Linked DNA regions of Mus musculus: region 1 is linked to region 2. A link is a contact called in public promoter capture Hi-C data. All regions are on one chromosome and are shown on one strand. Each heading gives the region's core, a stretch centred on a gene start, on an enhancer-like site or on the middle of the called end of the contact. The rest is flanking DNA. Distances are from core to core; before and after follow the strand shown. Region 1 overlaps Gm42427 (MLV-related proviral Env polyprotein-like). Region 2 holds the start of Cd38 (CD38 antigen).

Region 1 (3,056 bases), core at 21-2,520, 280 kb before region 2:
CTGCTTCTACTTTTTAGATGTGTATGAGGACTCAAACTGGGGTTCTCATGATTTAGTGATAGGCAGTTTACTCACTGAGCTGTCTGTCTCCCCAGCCGTCCAGATGTTTTTCAAACAGAAAAAGCAAAGGACTGTGGAAATAAAGGGGGTGGGAGAGATGACCTGTGTCCTGCCAGAGCTCCGGGGCTCTGGGTGGGCAGACACAGGGGACTGCCGCACGCTCTCCACGTCTCATCTGGCTGTGGGAAGTCACGGAACCCCAGTCTGAGAGGGGGCGGGGGTGGAGAGGGTCCCTGGGCCTCATGGAAGCCAGGGACAACAGATTCTAGCTCTTGGGCATTTCAGGACATTGCTGGATACTGCGGAAGAGCTGAGAACTGGTGGGGCCCCCCAGGAGTGGCTCAGTCTGTCCCAGGGTCGAAGGGAAAAGGGGTAAGGGGAGAAGGCACTGGATGGTTCCAATGTGGGTGAGAGTCTGGCTATCTCAGGCTGCTAGCTCAGTGGGCAGCTAGGGCAAGGCCTATTCCATTGTTCTAGCATGGCTGGCCTTGATGAGCAGAGATGGTCCGTGGTTTATTGTACAGGTTTATTGTAGAAAAGCAGAGAGAGAGAAAAGGTAGGGAAGTAGAGTCTGGCTATGACCACATGGAGATAGGAGAGAAGAGAGGGAAAGAAGGAGGGCAAGAGGTAAGAGAGAGAAGAGACAAGAAGAAGCAAGAGAGGGAGGAAGGGTCCCTTTTATAGTGGGGGGGGGGGGGCTACCTTGCTGTTGCAGGGTAACTGTGGGGAGGAGCATACCTGGCTATTGTCAGGTAAATGTGAGGGTGGATTCTGGACTGATAGTCACAGAATGGTGGAGTTGAGGACTCCTGGTGTCAGGTGAGTTTAGGGGCGTAGCTCACTGTTCTGTCCCTTGTAGGGTTTTCTACTGGGTTTCCAGAGTAAGCCTCTCCCGACCAAAACATAGACCAGACTGCCTTCTTCAGTCCCACAGATAACTATAGATAGAACATGCCATTTGGGGACACCCAAGTCTTCGTTCTCAGGCTATGGTCACTCCTATTTGGCTCCAAAATAAAACCATCTTTTTTATTTCTTTGGGGTGAGAGTTGTTTCTCACCTTGACACCAAGTTTCACTTCGTTCCTAGAACTTTGCTTTTATTGGATGTGAAACGGGGAACCTAAGGCTAATCTGTGCTTTAAAGGTGTGGTGTAGCCAGATACATGCTGGGAAGCAGGCTTTCCCCAGAGACCTTGCTTTGAACCTGTATTTGCATATCAGTGCATTTGAATTCAACTTTTCCTTCTCCCGTCTAATGGGCTTGAAGGAGGCCAAGTCACACATGGTGCTTTGTCTCATAAATAAGGAAGTAACTGCAGGGAATCAGATCCTCCGACCCCCTGAGAAGCAGGTGCTTTGTCCTTGGGACACCAGGGAAGAAAATTGGCAGCGGTGCCCTACGTGGCAGTAGGAGGGTGAATTGTGGTAAGAACAGAGCCTTCTCTGATTACACTGCAGCTTGTTCTGGGTTGCAGCTACTTCAGGGCTCTGATGCCCCACTCTGAGAGAAGACCACACCCCAGAGAAAAAAACAAAGCAAAACAAAAAGCTTGGGACCTGTGTTCCTGCACAAAAGGACGGGCCCTGTGGGGTGACTTACCTCCTTTCCAAGCCGCAACTTGGAATTGTTTGTTAGGCCTAATATGACATTGCCACTAACTGCATGACCTGTGCAACAGACCCGTAGTGCCTCTGAGTTCTAGAAGCTGAAAGTACCAGAGAGTGTGGACTGTGAGGGAGGGATGTGTCCCTGCTGCTGAGGCTGACATCTCTCTGTGTCTCTTAAGAGCCTCTACCTTCTGAACATGCCAGTCCATGTGTCTGCATGTCCCCTTCTTTTATTGTGGGGAGAAGGCAGCCGTGATAAGAGCCACCCAATGGACTTCATTTTAGTTTTACAATTGCCCCCTTAAAGACCTTGTCTCTAAACTAGGTTACATTCTGATGTCTTGTGACTAAGGACTTCAACTTGTGGGTTCTGGGGTAGGGAACACAATCCTGTATTGTGGTGGTGAAAGACCCCCGACGTGGGTAGTCAATCAATCTGAGGAGACCCTCTCAAGGACCAGCGAGACCACGATTCGGATGCAAACAGCAAGAGGCTTTATTGGGAGCACGGGTACCCGGGCGACGCAGTCTATCGGAGGACTGGCGCGCCGAGTGTGGAGTTTTTACCCTTTTTATAGGGCTGGGGCTGGGGAGCAAAAAGCGCGGTTACAGAAGCGAGAAGCGAGCTGGTTGGTTAGTTCGAATAAGGCTTGGGGTATTTCTCGGTCATTTGGGGAAACTGAGGTGGGACTTTTTAGTTCTAAACAATGTCTATTTTCAAGAAATGGGTATGGGAGGGGTACGAGGAAAGGGTCTAATGAAGGTTCAACAATGGGCACACACCTGGTCAGAACATTGGCAGACACACAGGTTCAAGGAGTGGCCAGAGCACTGTGCACCTCTATTTTTCTAAATCAGTGAAGCTAGTTCTGCTAACACTGACGTCTGAGAGCCATCTGTTCTTGGCCCTGAGCCGGGGCCCAGGTGCTTGACCACCGATATTTGGCCCCTGTCCCAGTATTATTCAGCCTTAATCTTTAACTGTTAATCTTTAACTGAACTTTCTTGTAACTTTTGAGAACTCAGCTCTGGTACTTTTTCATGCCTTGCAAAATGGCGTTACTGCAGCTAGCTTGCTAAGCCTGATGGTGGGGTCTTTCATTCCCCCCTCTTTCTGGAAACTGAATAAAATCTTTTATTCACGTGATTCCACTTCTTCTGGATCTATTGATTTGAGTTGGTGATACTGTTGGGTCAAAACCAGGGCCTGCACTACCGAAATTCTGTCTTTTACAAACTGGACCAAGCGGTTGAGAATACAGGGTCCGAAGAGTAGGATTAATAAAAGTATTATCAAGGGGCCCATAATGGTAGATATTAAGGTCGTGAACCATGGGGACCTGTTAAACAGTCCCTCAAACCACCCTTGTCCTGATTCGAACAATT
Region 2 (2,826 bases), core at 307-2,806:
AATGCACACATATACACATGAGTGGATAGGTTGAAGAAGTGCTTACCGTCTACACCACATGGTTAATGCTAAGCACACATCATGCCAGTGCCATGCATCTGGTTTGCTAAGCACAGAAAATTTACAAGCTATCAAAATGGCTGAACAACCAATATCATTTAAACATCTGTAAACAAAATATTTATCAGGACCCTGAGAGTGTTTATACTCCAACATTTTCAAGTAAGACCAGGACCCAAACCACTGAGCATTCGAGCACCCGGGAAGTGTGTGCATCTGAAGACAGAATGTGAAGTTGGGTTTCTGCGTGTGCCTTCCCAGCCTGCTGGGCTTTCTGTTTGACTTCAGAAATCAGTTCTACGTTAAAATGATGCCAGGGAGAAGCAACATAAATCATTCCCTCTGGGGCAGGTAGTGGGTGGAAGGGGTTCTATGGGCTGACTCTATTGACCAATGAAGATGATGTTCCCAAGGGTCTACACAGGATCACCAAGTGGATTTCGCTTACCTGATGAGTAATATTTCAGTTTTGACAGTCTGTCTTGTTTTGTTTTTATTAATGATCAGGTGCAAAAAAAAAAAAAGACCAGGATGCTGTTTGGGCTTGTTTTTTGTTTTCTTTGTGTTGTAATTAATTAAAATTAATTAACTTATTTTGAGTCAGGTCTCTCTTTGTAACCCAAGCTTGTCCTGGAATTTACAATGTTGCTGTGCAGCCCTTGTTAACCTTGAATTCACAAAAATCCTCCTGGCCCCTTCCACCCCCACAGCAAGCTGAGCAAGCCACCTAGTTAAATGTCGCCTGTGACCTTAACTTTCTGGGCAGGGGCGGTGTCTGATGGAAACCACAAGCCAAAAGACAATGTGAAGTTCCTGTGCCTGAGAGTAATCTTTGTCCCAGAAGCATGGCTGTGGCCAAAGATAGCCCTAAGGGTTCCTTCAGAGTTCAGGACCCTCTGTGGGAAGCGAGCATCTTTGCAGAGCTCAGCAAGGATCGGCGCCCCCATCACAGACACTGCCAAAACGGAGGAGGCATTGTGCAGGCGGTGTTCTGGTAACTTGAACAGGAGACCTTCCGCTCAGCACTGCCCTTCGGCTTCCAGCTGATCCACAACACAAGATTCTTTGTTTGGGACAATCTGGAAGATTCCCCCCCGCCGCGAGAGCTCCAGCTGAGTCACAGCCTGCTTCCCCGGTGTCCCGCTGCGCACTGTGCCTAGAGTGAGCCTCAGAAGCCAACTCACCTCATCTCCGGCCGGAGGATCTGAGTGTAGATGAGGCAGCGTCCCAGGAAGATGTCAGAAAAGTGCTTCGTGGTAGGCTCTCCAGTCCACACCAGGAGTGAGCGCGGCCTCAGAAGTATGACCACGATCCCTACTACCAAGGCGATCAGGACCAGGAGACCCACTCCGAGACCGATCTGGGCTTTCCTAGAGAGGCGGCAGCCAGGTCTGTCCCCAGACACCTGGCTAAATTCATAGTTAGCCATTGGGCTCCCGAAGACTGGCCCAGGCTAGGCAGGAAGAGAGCACAGGGCTGACTGGGTCAGAGCCTGCCCCTCCTCCTTTTTTTCACTTGCTTTTATCTGCTTCCTTTCCCACCCCCTACTCCTGCTCCAAAGTTCCACGGAGGTGACTGGACTAATAAGGCTCTTGGGTTGTCAACAGGCACTCCAACTGCTTACTTCCAGACTCCAGAGCAAACTGACCAGAACCTCTCTCTCCAAGAGAAGACAGCACTTTAGCCTCTGCTGGTACACAAACAACAGCTTCAGAATACTCCTGACCAACAACCTTGACACTTGACATGTTTGCTACTTATGCTCAGGTGTGTGTGTATGTGTGTGTGTAAAATTATTCTCCCTCTCCCTCTCCTCCCTCCCTCTCTCTCTCTGTTCACCCAAATGCCTGGCAATGAATGGCCTGCTTACCTCTACTTCTGAGCTTTGATAAAAATCCTGCCCAAGTATCTTTAAAGTCTCAGCTTTACTCTGCCCCTCTTCTCAGGAGGTATCAGTTCAAACCCAGCCCCAGATGGTAAAGTGCTGTTAAGATAAACTTACCTCTCTGAACTAGATAGATGTGAGCAGAGCCTCACATTCATTACATCAAAGCTTGCTTTGATTAGATGGCTTAATACCTCCTAGGTGTTTAGCATAATCCCTAAGACATAACAACCGATTACTCAATAAATGTAAGTTATTGCTGCTTACTCTAGGGGGTTGACAAAGGTAGGATTTTAGAGTTGATAGGATGCTCGCAACCCATCTCATGTGCAGTAATACTTCATCCCACATGGGAACCCCAAATACAAAGGCTCTTCCTGGCTCTCCTTCCCAAGAAGACCCCGCACTCTTCTGCTTAAACAGAGACTTGTCACAGAATGGATCATGACACAGGATTTTCACGGGACACTTTTCAGGCAGAGGGTACTGGATGCAAGAGCTGGGGCAGGAAAGCCCCTTGTTCTGTTTTAAGATGCGGGAAAGCAGCATTGCAGCTATACTACAGGATGACAGAGAATCCTTCCGAAGGCAGCAGGAGAGTAAGTCTCTGCAGCTCCGTATGTCAGGAGGACTTTTTTAGACTGTGCATTTCATTTTTTTTTAAACGTTTGCTGTCATTTTGCTTATTCATTTTGTGTGCCTCTCTCCCTCTCTTTCTTTTTTTTCCTGTGTTTTCTTTTTCTTTTTTAAAAATACATTCTTTAATCTTTTTTTACAGTCCAGACTTCATCTCCCTCCTGGTACATTCCCTCACCTCCTCCTCCCCACCCCCTCTCCAAGAGGATGTCCCCACCCCTATCCCTACCCCCCACCCCACCAGA

Evidence for each region. Promoter capture Hi-C pulls out the DNA fragments that hold promoters and counts their contacts.
Region 1: a promoter capture Hi-C map of embryonic stem cells shows a contact between it and region 2, with 2.9 times the contacts expected there. The contact joins the enhancer-like site here to the promoter of Cd38 in region 2. A contact is called at or near these places in 8 of 39 promoter capture datasets (the 3T3-L1 cell line, cranial neural crest, embryonic stem cells and 5 more), 1 of 15 datasets of contacts at CTCF or cohesin (the NIH/3T3 cell line), 1 of 484 Hi-C or Micro-C datasets (cortical neurons), 2 of 115 datasets of contacts at active chromatin or transcription factors (embryonic stem cells and pancreatic cancer cells) and 1 of 9 other capture datasets (embryonic stem cells).

Annotation. Positions count from the first base shown.
Region 1 is chr5:44,142,360-44,145,415 of GRCm38.p6, reverse strand. Gm42427 (MLV-related proviral Env polyprotein-like) reads right to left here. Exons shown (of 1, transcript XM_030254993.1): 1 at 2,075-3,056. The coding sequence ends at 2,806. Among named protein-coding and RNA genes, the nearest start is that of Gm42427, 3.3 kb to the right of the region's middle. Within about 2 kb of position 1,270, at least 16 of the 459 cell types and tissues checked have an H3K27ac peak or open chromatin away from gene starts, as enhancers often do. A contact at or near this core is called in embryonic stem cells, where this site is marked.
Region 2 is chr5:43,867,539-43,870,364 of GRCm38.p6, reverse strand. It overlaps Cd38 (CD38 antigen), which reads right to left and starts at 1,556. Exons shown (of 8, transcript NM_007646.5): 1 at 1,245-1,556. The coding sequence starts at 1,489.